3 separate regions of the Zea mays genome follow, and all the other regions are linked to region 1. The links are chromatin contacts, called in public Hi-C maps. All regions are on one chromosome and are shown on one strand. Each heading gives the region's core, a stretch centred on a gene start, on an enhancer-like site or on the middle of the called end of the contact. The rest is flanking DNA. Distances are from core to core; before and after follow the strand shown. Region 1 holds the start of LOC100382483 (Polynucleotide adenylyltransferase family protein). Region 2 holds the start of LOC100283925. Region 3 has its middle 31 kb from the start of LOC118476238.

Region 1 (3,635 bases), core at 720-3,219:
GCTGACAGCAGCCAAGTCCGGCCTTGGGCGCCATAGGAAGCTCTGCCTCGTCCGACCCCAGGGCTCGGCCCTCGTCTCGGCCTCGGACGACGAACTCCGCCTCGCCCGACCCTAGGGCTCGGACTCAGCCTCGGCTCCGGAAGACGACGAACTCCGCCTCGCCCGACCCCAGGGCTCGGACTCAGCCTCGGCTCCAGAAGACGACGAACTCCGCCTCACCCGACCCCAGGGCTCGGACTCAGCCTTGGCCTCGGACGACGGTCTCCGCCTCGCCCGACCCAGGGCTCGGACTCAACCTCGACCTCGGAAGACAGACTCGACCTCGACCTCGGAGGAGCCTCCGCCTCGCCCGACCCAGGGCTCGGACCGACCACGTCACAGGGGGGACCATCATTACCCTACCCCTAGCTAGCTCAGGCTACGGGGAACAAGACCCGCGTCCCATCTGGCTCGCCCCGGTAAACAAATAATGATGGCGCCCCGCGTGCTCCATGACGACGACGGCTCTCAGCCCCTTACGGAAGCAAGGAGACGTCAGCAAGGACTCGACAGCCCCGACAGCTGTCCTTCAGCAAGGCTCCAGCGCTCCTCCGACGGCCACGACATCATATGAACAGGGTGCCAAAACCTCTCCGGCTGCCACGACGGCATGTACTTAGGGCTCTAGCTCCTCTCTGCTAGACACGTTAGCACACTGCTACATCCCCCATTGTACACCTAGGCCCTCTCCTTATGCCTATAAAAGTAAGGTCCAGGGCTCTCGTACGGAAAGGTTGGCCGCGCGGGAGATCGGGCCGACGCGTAAGTCCCTCGCTCTCTCTCACGCGGACGCTTGTAACCCCCTACTGCAAGCGCACCCGACCTGGGCGCAGGACAATACGAAGGCCGCAGGGTTCCCCTTTTGCCTGTCTCCTTTCCCCCCTTCGTGCTCCGTCTCGCGCCGACCCATCTGGGCTGGGACACGCGGCGACAATTTACTCGTCGGTCCAGGGACCCCCCGGGGTCGAAACGCCGACAGGTTGAGTCGTTGCAATAGTAGTAATCCGTCACTTTATAGATCCTGAGCCCCATGGACAACTTTATCTTCTCCGCACGTAATCCTAATGATACTTAGATTCTCTACACAGCCAGATTCTTCTCACAGCTAGATTCTCGGAAAAGCTGGTCAGAAAAAAGCTGAACCAAACAGACCCTTTGAGCTTCTTTCGCAGAAGTTTTCCACCTCCATTTGTAGCCATTGGATGAGGATATAAAGATCCATGCTGCCAGTTTGCAGGATTGCACACTGATATACTACTAGAGATCACACTTCTATGTTGGACTTAGGATCTTCTCGACATTGATCTGACAAATAAATTTGACAAGTGAAAAATGTTTTCTGCTGATGGAGCAAAAGAAGGCTTTATTCGGATTCATTGTTCCTTTATCTGGAAGTCCATCAAGTATGGATGTGTTACACATTGAGTATATGATTGGATTAATTTGATAAGCATTAATGCAATGCATAATCTAGGTGTAATAAGTCTCTAGTTCTATCATACACTGTCAGCCAAAATGCTGCAGGTGTGTTGCATGTAAATTCAGTGGCACCTCAATGTTAAGAACGAGAGAAGCATTCGGCTGAACTAGGACTCTGTTCGGCATTAATTATGATGTTTTATTAAAAAATAATCATATATTATTATTTATGCAGCAATGCAAAGTAAACATTTTTCTGATTAATTAACTAGATTCCATAGCTCAGTATATCAAAAATTCAAAATAGAACCACTTTTATCAACAATGGCCCATCAATCAAAAGCCCACTACCATATATGGGTAGATTCATGGTACGAACTCTAAAACCCTACGGCCCATGGGCCACAAAGAAGCCCACCGATAGAGGCAACGAATGGAACGAAGAGGATCTGGCATAATGGGCATATTCGCCGCCGTCAGCCTATCCACCCTCCTCCGCCGCTCGCCTGCCCGCTGCTGCGCTTCACCCCGCTCTCGCCTCCCGCCGCCGCGCCGTCCCGGTCGCGATGGCCCTGCGCTCCCCGGATCTGCGGTGGCTCGGATCGCTCACGAGGCCCGGCCGCCTTGCACCATCCCCACTCGCCGCGCTCGCCTCCCCACGGCGCCGCCGCCGCGCACCGTCCCCTTCGCCCTCGCCCTCCGACTCCTCCACCCCATCTACCGCCCCTACATCCGACAGTAAGTCTCCCCTCCGTTCTTGCTGTTGGTCCAGTGGTGACGTGACGGCGAAATGCTAGCCCCAAGGGTTTTGCTTTTCTTTACCTGGTGGGCGCTGAGCATTCTCTGCAGGTGGGCCGGGAGCGGAGGGGATGGAGGGGCTGGAGTGGAAGAAGATCAGTGCCAAGAGGTTCGGGATCAAGGAGTCCATGATCCCCCCCGAGGCCTGGAACGTACTACACCGCCTCCGCAGCAGAGGTGCGTCCTCCACCCCAATGTCCCTGCTAGTGTTTGCTTTGTTGTCCTGCCAAATCCTGAAATGCCACTGCTGAGGTTGGATTTCAGTCCGGTGTCCTGCGACTGAACTAGTGGATCGAGTACTTAGTTACAGGTCAAATGTCAGAACAAATGCAGACAGGATTTAATACTCAACTCAGCCTCATATAAAGCAAATATAATAGTTGCATTTTACTTAATTAGAATTGAAACTATCTTTTATCTATACTGCAACAGAATCCATCTATTTTTTATTTGAATAAATTTGAGTAGTTTGGATAAAATCATATTTCAGAATGAAAGATGTAAGGCATACTTTGTTTTGTGAAGATATAAATGTGACTAGAGGAGAAACGGTTAATTGGATATGAAAAATGCAAAACCATATTTGTATCCTGTTCGGTACTAGTAGTCGATTAATATAGCTAATCAGATATGAATGTGATTTCAATTCCATTGTACTTTTCTCCATCTGTTAATTAGGTGCTTGAGTATCCTTTGTTGTTGCTAGGGGTGGTAATGGATCACGATCCAAATGTTTCTTCACGATTCGTTCGAGCCCTTAATTAATTTTAGCTCAAAAATAAATAGAAATACAGCCTGATCCAAATACGATCTGATCCTTAAATTTTATAGCGTAAAATTTAGATCCCATTACCACCCAGTTGTTGCTGGTTCATTGCATTACTTGCTTGGTTGATATGTTTCACTTTTTTTGGCAGGATATGATGTGTACCTTGTTGGTGGTTGTGTTCGAGATCTCATAATGAAAAAGACGCCAAAGGATTTCGACATAATAACAACAGCTGATCTTAGGCAGGTTATAACTCAAATTAACAATGATGTGATCATGATGTAGCGGTATTACTGGAATGAAGGTCTACTCAAGTTTTGAGGCATCATGTGATGGAGCTATTCTTTCACTGAAACGCGTAGATATTTTAAGTTTGCTGTCATAGTTTTGCAAATAGCAGGTACTACTTTGTTGCTAAAGAACTATGACGTGACTAATTTGCTGGTTATAACTGACAGAGTTACTTTCAATGTATTGGGTGTAAAATTTCAGTTTTTAAATCTACTATATTAAAGCACCAATTTCAAGGGTCGTCCTGAGTCACCCTTCCCGTTTAATGCAAAAATAAAGTAAAATTATGCATAAATGGGGGTTTGAACCTTGGTTGTTA
Region 2 (3,735 bases), core at 472-2,971, 140 kb after region 1:
ATATATATATATATATATATATATATATATATATATATATATCACTCAAAAAAAAGTGTGGTCTTAATCTTGTCGTACTTCCAGAAACAGTATATATTATATATTCATGAGCACAGATGCATAAAAACCACCAGCTTAGTTACTCTGCAAGCCAAATTCGATCTCAAAAACTGTGATTGATATTCTAAGGGCAAAAGAAAAATCAACTCAAATTGATCCATGGCTAGAAGCTTATGTGTAATCTTTCTCATTTTCTTTTTTTCTTGAAGTTTTGTACCAGGTTTCATTTACATCTTTTAATAAAGCACGGCAGAGGATAGAACCCCTCCTGTTTTCCTTCAAACAAAAAAATTACCAAGTAGAAATCGGAGTATAGGCCATTCTCTGTCCACGTCAAACTGACTTTGTCCAGCTCAAACTCATGAATCCCGCGGGAAGCAAACACAGGAGCCTCCTTGTTGGATCTCCAAATCATGCTTATTAAAGCGTCGCTTAAGCGACGTTTAAGCGTCGCTTAAACGCTAAAACGTGATTAGGGACTAAAACTTCAGCATGTTTTACGAAATAGGTGTTGAACGTCCGTTTTGGACGTTTAAGCGTCCTCTGAGCGTCTGAAACACGTTTTACGGCGTTTTGGACGTTTTACGGACGTTTTAGATGTAATGGGCCTTCCTGGGCCGTCCTCAAACCCTACACGTCCTCAGCCGCGCCAGCCGCCTAGCCGTCCTCAGCCTGCAGCCACTACAACGTCGCCCAGACTCCAGAGTCTAGAGCCGCCAGGACGCCAGGTACGCCGCTGGGCGCCGGCCCCCTCCTCCCTCTTCCCTCTGCAGTCTGCACAAACGCGACGCGGCGCAGACCGCAGAGAGCTCGCCAGCTCGGTCCCCTCCTGGCCTCCTCGCAAAGCCGCCAGCCTCCGCGCAGAGCGCACAAACCCAAGGCGGCACCGGCCCCCTCCTCCCTCTTGCGCAAGCCCCACTGTGCTGCTCTGCTCTCTGCGCAAGCCCCACTGCGCTGCTCTGCGCAAGCCACCAGTGCAAGCCGCCGCCCGCCAGTGCCCAGTGAATTTCTATTTGATGTGTTGATTTTGCTCACATTGAATCAGTCTCTATTTGCTGACAGTGAATTTCAATGGCAACAAATTGTGTGGTTGAACTTGATCTGTTTGTTTTTATGCTAATGTTATTTGGTTTGTGAACTCAACTTATGTAATATGTATGAACTTATTCTATATTTGAAATTCTATGTCAAGTCTGAAAAAACGTGTCAACGTTCGTTTAAACAATGAAAAAGTTAGTTCATAACGTTTTACCGCTTTAATAAGCATGCTCCAAATCTTCATCAAGAATGCGTGGCACAGATCAGGCTAGAACCGCGACCGGGTGAGATGAGATCCGTACCCTACACAGATGGACCGTGTCCAGGGGAACGAGGGGCAGAGGGAAGGGAGATGGAGGATGCGAGGAACGCACTCACTCTCTGCCTGCGAGAAGTCGGCGACGCGGAGCGCCCAGATGGCCAGATGTCGAAGAATCCAGACCAGACGGAGGCGAGGCCTAGCGCGGAGGGCGGCGGCTCCCGAGCGGATGGAGGCAGTGGAGGCGGACGTGCGCGGATGTAGGCAGCGGAGTCGGCGTGCGATGGAGGAGGCGGAGGCGGCGCGGCGAAGGCGGCGGACGGGCTCGAGTCTGTCACGGCCCGTGGCCGCCGGGACGTGAGCGCGCGGCCGCCGTTGACGGTGTCGAACGACAGCGATTCGGTGGAATTTTGTTCACAAAGAAATTTGGAATTATGCTATGAGAATTAGATTTCGTCACTTTACGATTATTTAGAGGGATTTCGAGCGTAGCCGCTATAATACCATTAATAATTATATCTATATATCTACTTCTCTATTATCTCTACTATAAAGCATCAGTTTCAACGATTGTCCCACATCATCTTTTTACAAATAACTCCTCACAGCAATTTCAAATTAACTCGTTGCACGTAAAACAATACAGGAGGTGTGGTTTGAACTCATGCCCTGATGGAAGAAGGACATAAAACATTAGGTGAATCTGTCTAACCAATAGAATATCATGCTCAAATGTTTTTAATATTGAATATAAATTGTATATATATGTATATACGTTTTTTTTAAATAAAAGAATATAATCTTGTCGGGTCGGGCCAGCACTACGGACCGAGGTTATAGCTCAAGCACGACACAACTTTTTGGCTCTTGTAAGCATTAGGTCGTTTCTGAGACCACATTGACGCAATGAACTCCATGGTGTTTGAGATTGCTGAATTGGATGAAGGAATAATGATTTGTCACACTAACAGTAAAATGAAATGTTATTTGTTAGTTTTAAATGTTAGTAATTGCTACGAAATAACATAATTTATATGGAGCACATCTGGTTTTTATTGATGTTTGACTTTAGCAATCACTTCATATTTTGATCTATCTTTTTTATAAGTTTGAGTTCATGTGACTTATTTTAGAAATTTGACCTCACGGATTTTCTCTTATTTGGTCTCTATATGGTGAAATTATGTCATTCTATAATCTCTGTTTGTTCAGTTAGTCGTTGTGAACTCTCTTCTAATCACTCACTTCATTGGTCGTGTTGTACCAAGACATATTGGATGGAGTAAACAATAATATCAGTTAGCCAAATCAAAAAAAAATATGGAGAGCGGAGATAATCAATAAAAAATCTTGAATTTTTTTGGTGGATAGTTTACGTTGGTATTGTTGTAAGTCGTCGCAACGCACGGGCAACCGACTAGTCATTAAAAAATGGTAACTTTAGATATATATATTATTGACTCATTAAAAGATTGTAACTTTAGATATATATTATTGACTCTGCATGTCGTTAACTCATGTGAACCACACATGTATGTGAGATAGTAATGGTATATATCTAAATTTATAACCTTTTAATGATACAGATCCAAATTTTTCCAATAATAAAATGAAAAAAGGATTAGATACAATTACGCGTCGAGCACTCAGTCATCATCGACAAACCATTCGAGTGTGCGCCAGCGTCGACCGGAGGGCAAGGGAAGGCGCAGGCGACGCGGCGTGCGTACACGATGCGAGTAGCCTCTCCTCTTGTCGCTAGATCGTTGTCGTCTCGCTTAGCTTGTGGAATGAAGGCGTCATCAAGGTCTGATGCGAACGCGACTACGGCTTTCGGTGGTGCTCCTCTCCTACTCCATGGTGCTCCTCTCCTACTCCCTCTTCTTTCTCGCTGGCATCTTCGACTCGCTCCTCTTCATCCAGGTACTGAGGTACGTGACGGTAAGCCCTACGCCACGTTCCGATTCGTAGCTTCCTTGTAGCGCCGCTCATGATCTAGGCAGTACAGCGGTGATCCGGAGGAGCCGAACATGTCGGCACCAAGGGAGCGGCTTCTAGAGGCGACATGGTCAGAGATGCCTTACAGCAAAGTCTAGCGAGGCTACGCCGCCCCAATTCCATCGTTGCTTGTTTCGTCAAACATCATGATCCCATACCAGGTGTATTCAATCCTTTTTTGTTTTATTAAATGGTGAAATGGCATTATAGTGGTTATGTCGTGTTTGATAATAGCATTCGGACGAAGCCTTTCAAAATAATGGCAAAGTGTCGAAACCCACTTCTCATAATGGTATAATTCTAAATTTCTCTTGTTCACGTTATTTCATTGCATATTGTAAGAGTTTGTATTACAACACTTTATGGCCCCGTTTGTTTCA
Region 3 (3,565 bases), core at 781-3,280, 220 kb before region 1:
AGCCCAACTAGCTACGATTACGAACAGTGAAATGACGAGCCATGGCTGTGCCTACGCGCGTGCTCCTATAGCTTCATTCCGAGCCTTTTAACTTGTTCGATCTGTCGCCTTTCGTCTACGGCTCTACGCGCAGTATAGCTACCCGCTGTATAGTCCTGGCCTGGTATATATATCCAGCCTTGCGTCTGCTAGCTAGCTATAGCTAGCCGCCTAAATCGTGTTCGATCTCATCAAGTATCAGCTAGCGCAGAAAGCCGTTGGCTCCTCTTCCCCCTACCTTGCAGGCGCGCGCGCGATGGCACTTGCATGTTCTTTTCTTTCTTTCTTTCTTTCAAAAGGAACAAGAAAAGATCATTGAGAAAGATGCTTCATTTGCTTGACATCAATACCGGCCCATTGAGTTACATATGTTCTGTCTGTCTGTCAGGATCCTAAATGAAGTATATATTAATACGAAATTTAACTGAAAAAATAGTAGTAAGAGTGATATATCTATGTCTTTTATCAATACCAATCCCAACGAAGAATTTGGGTTTATCGTTTCAAATTTTATCCTTTTTTCTGTACATGGCAATAATAACATTAGCCAGTTACTTAGTTCAAAACCAAAACAAACAGAATGAAAATATACATTCTTTACCCAAGCGTTGATATATCCTTACATACAGTGGGGGTGTTTGGTCAACGCTCGTGCATATACAAATATTATTGCACTACCTAGCTAGCTTAGTGTATTTTTTGAAGAATAGCTAGCTTAGTGTATAGTCAACGTGCAATTGATGGATGGACAGCACGTATGTGTAAAACACATCGATCCTCCAGAGTGGGTAATCATAGTACGTAGTACAACTCAGAGACGCATATATATCCTACTCTGCTACGATGGATTATCCAGGGAACACCAGCAGGAACTTTTTTGTGGGCCATAATTTCAGCTAGCACCGGCCGGTACATAGCATTTAGTCCTTGTTCATGGCACTACCACAAGCTAGCTTCTTCTTCATCCTTTGACAAGTCACTTCTTATTCCCATGGGGAAATAGTAGATATCTAGAATAATATACGTACCCTGCGCTCGATCTTGTAGTTTACTCGTTTGCCACTTTATATGTGAACAGCTTTTCTACCATCGTTGTCGAGGAACATATATATAGCTACCGATAGCTTAGAGTCGAGTCGTCCATTATCTATTTATCCTCTATTTCCTTTTTATCTTTTTATACCAAGAATGAAACATCCAGCTTCGAATTTTTTTTCCCTCGAAGGCGCTATATATTTTAGAGCCACCTCATTAGCTGAAAGCCATTTTAGAGCATCTCCAACGAAAGGTCCTATATTTGAGTCCTCGGAATTAAAATAGGACCTAATAATTTAAAGTATTTAGGGTCCCAAAAATGTTTGCAGCTCTAACAGTTGAGCCCTATATCATAATTATTAGGAAATAGATCAATGTTATTTAGGAAATATATTGTTAGAAATAGTGTGCAAAATAAGAATATGGCTTCAGTATATAGGTTACTATATCATATTATCTAAACCAGCTAGCTCCTTAATCTATTTATATGGCGTCGTGTGTCTGGGATGCAACCAACGGTTGAGATAGCTCCGATCAAGGACACAGATAGACGTATGGTTACGATTAACTCTATCCAAATTCATATTAACCGGCTCGTGTAGATGATATGCTCGTCTGGCGTGCGTCCGCCCGAAAGGAGCGAAAACGCACGGACGATCCTTCCTACGCCCGCCTTTTTTTTTCTTTGTGGCAAGCTAAACTTATTTGTTTTTCGTAATGAAATGTGCAGCCGGGGGAGGAAAGTAGGCGAAAACGCTGTTTGTGTAAACTACAGTACTCAACGGAAACGGGGGGCTTTTGCAACGGTGTGTAAAAATGTAGATGCAATGGCGTGGGCCGGGTCAGCACCAGCCGATGAAAGGGGTAAAGGGCCCCAGCGCGGCCGACCGACGAAGGCCGAAGCCCATGCATGCATCCATCCATCCATCCACGACGACCACACTCAGTGCAGTGCAGAGATCAGGGAGGATGGTGGGGCCACGCCCGGCTGCGCTGCACTGGGGGCAGAGAGCCAGAGAGGGTGGGGGTGGGGGGGCAGACCTGTGACTCTGCGCGTGGTGAGTGCTGCAGGCTGCATCAGCATAGTATTTACTACATTCCCTTTGTTTTCTTGCTGAGGTACCCCTTGAATCCCGGCGCAGATCAGCCCCTGGGTCTGTCTGCCGCTTGCGTTTGCGACGACGCACTTATTAACAATCTACTCCAATTAATTTCCATCGTACCGTACCGTACGTTGATGGGCTCATGCATGCAGAGATCATCGATGACCAACGCGTACGTACGTACGTGATGGATGTGCGTATACACCTGCAGGCCACTACCACTAGAGTAGAGCTGAAGTTACATGTGCCGTACGTACGTACGTATACATGCAAGTCCGTACGTAGTATATATATATATTCTGATGATATAGATTAGTTTAGTTTAGACTGCTGACGACGATGGAGGGATCGATAGGTTTTCCGATCCACGCACTTGGTTAGTTTAGTGGTGTCACCCATGCCATGCAACGCAACGCAATTAACAACCACCCCACGCGCACCTCTGCTCATGACATGACACACTCGCCTTAGTTTATTTTAAAGGAGGTATATAACCTCTGCTTTTTAAGGAAAGCAGCGCTACTGGAGTAGTACCCTTCTTAAACAAGGTTCGCTGGAAGACCCGACGACGTACGTACGTACGTGTCGCGGGGCGCATGCAGAGGCGCGGCAGGGCAGCATGCATGCGTTGCATTGCATGTGTTTAAAATTTTGCGGATGCCTTGGCATGGGTCGACGTACACTGACATGGAGTAGTAAAGCAGGTTTGTCCGCTCCATGCATATGCATGCATGCGTGCAATTAACGGGCCTTTTGTCGCCACACCTAAGTACGTACGGACGCTAGCTAGGTAGCTAGCTCAAACATCCATCTCATGAATATGCATATTCATGAGGTGGTGTACATGCACACACCACCTCGCCCCGCCTGTTTAATTAGTGTGTATAGTATGCTTTTAATTTGTGAGTGCATGCATCAGCATGTCGAGGCGATCAGAATGCATGCATGAAGCAGAAGCGAGGCAGTGTGTAGTCTACTCTTAATTACCTCCAGTCGTCAGTCGCACGTCCTTTTGAGAGGCCGGTTCATTCGATCGAGAGCTGCCTTTTTAAACTACATCCATACATGCATATGCATGAAAGTTAGTGACCATTGTATATAGTAGTAGGCAGTAGTAATATATACTATTCCTAAGTCGGTAACGGAAACAGAAAAGTGTCATGCATGTACTCGTGGCCATTTTTATTATATACTAGCTACTACGTACGTACGTACGCATATGGCCTGGACTTGGAGGGACAGGAGGAATATGTTTGCCAAGAGGCTAGCTGCTATAGCTCTCCGGCCGGATTCCAAAGCGGCCACCGTCTCCGTACGGGCCGGGCCGGCCGAGGCCTTTTTGCTTAAAAGTGGCATTAGTTGTGCAGACCTGACCAGGCGGACACGAT

The links. A called contact is a pair of places that touch in the nucleus more often than the background predicts.
Region 2: a contact with region 1 is called in a Hi-C map of root tip, with 2.9 times the contacts expected there. The contact joins the promoter of LOC100283925 here to the promoter of LOC100382483 in region 1. A contact is called at or near these places in 8 of 25 Hi-C or Micro-C datasets (bundle sheath, ear, endosperm and 4 more).
Region 3: a Hi-C map of tassel shows a contact between it and region 1, with 4 times the contacts expected there. The contact joins the enhancer-like site here to the promoter of LOC100382483 in region 1. A contact is called at or near these places in 4 of 25 Hi-C or Micro-C datasets (ear, leaf, root tip and 1 more).

Annotation. Positions count from the first base shown.
Region 1 is chr2:66,874,307-66,877,941 of Zm-B73-REFERENCE-NAM-5.0, forward strand. LOC100382483 (Polynucleotide adenylyltransferase family protein) reads left to right here and starts at 1,970. Exons shown (of 13, transcript NM_001175222.1): 1 at 1,970-2,196; 2 at 2,308-2,433; 3 at 3,174-3,271. The coding sequence starts at 2,025.
Region 2 is chr2:67,017,859-67,021,593 of Zm-B73-REFERENCE-NAM-5.0, forward strand. It overlaps LOC100283925, which reads right to left and starts at 1,722. Exons shown (of 5, transcript NM_001156823.2): 1 at 1,473-1,722.
Region 3 is chr2:66,658,176-66,661,740 of Zm-B73-REFERENCE-NAM-5.0, forward strand. No RefSeq gene overlaps it. Among protein-coding and RNA genes, the nearest start is that of LOC118476238, 31 kb to the right of the region's middle. Within about 2 kb of position 2,031, at least 16 of the 20 cell types and tissues checked have an H3K27ac peak or open chromatin away from gene starts, as enhancers often do. A contact at or near this core is called in ear and tassel, where this site is marked.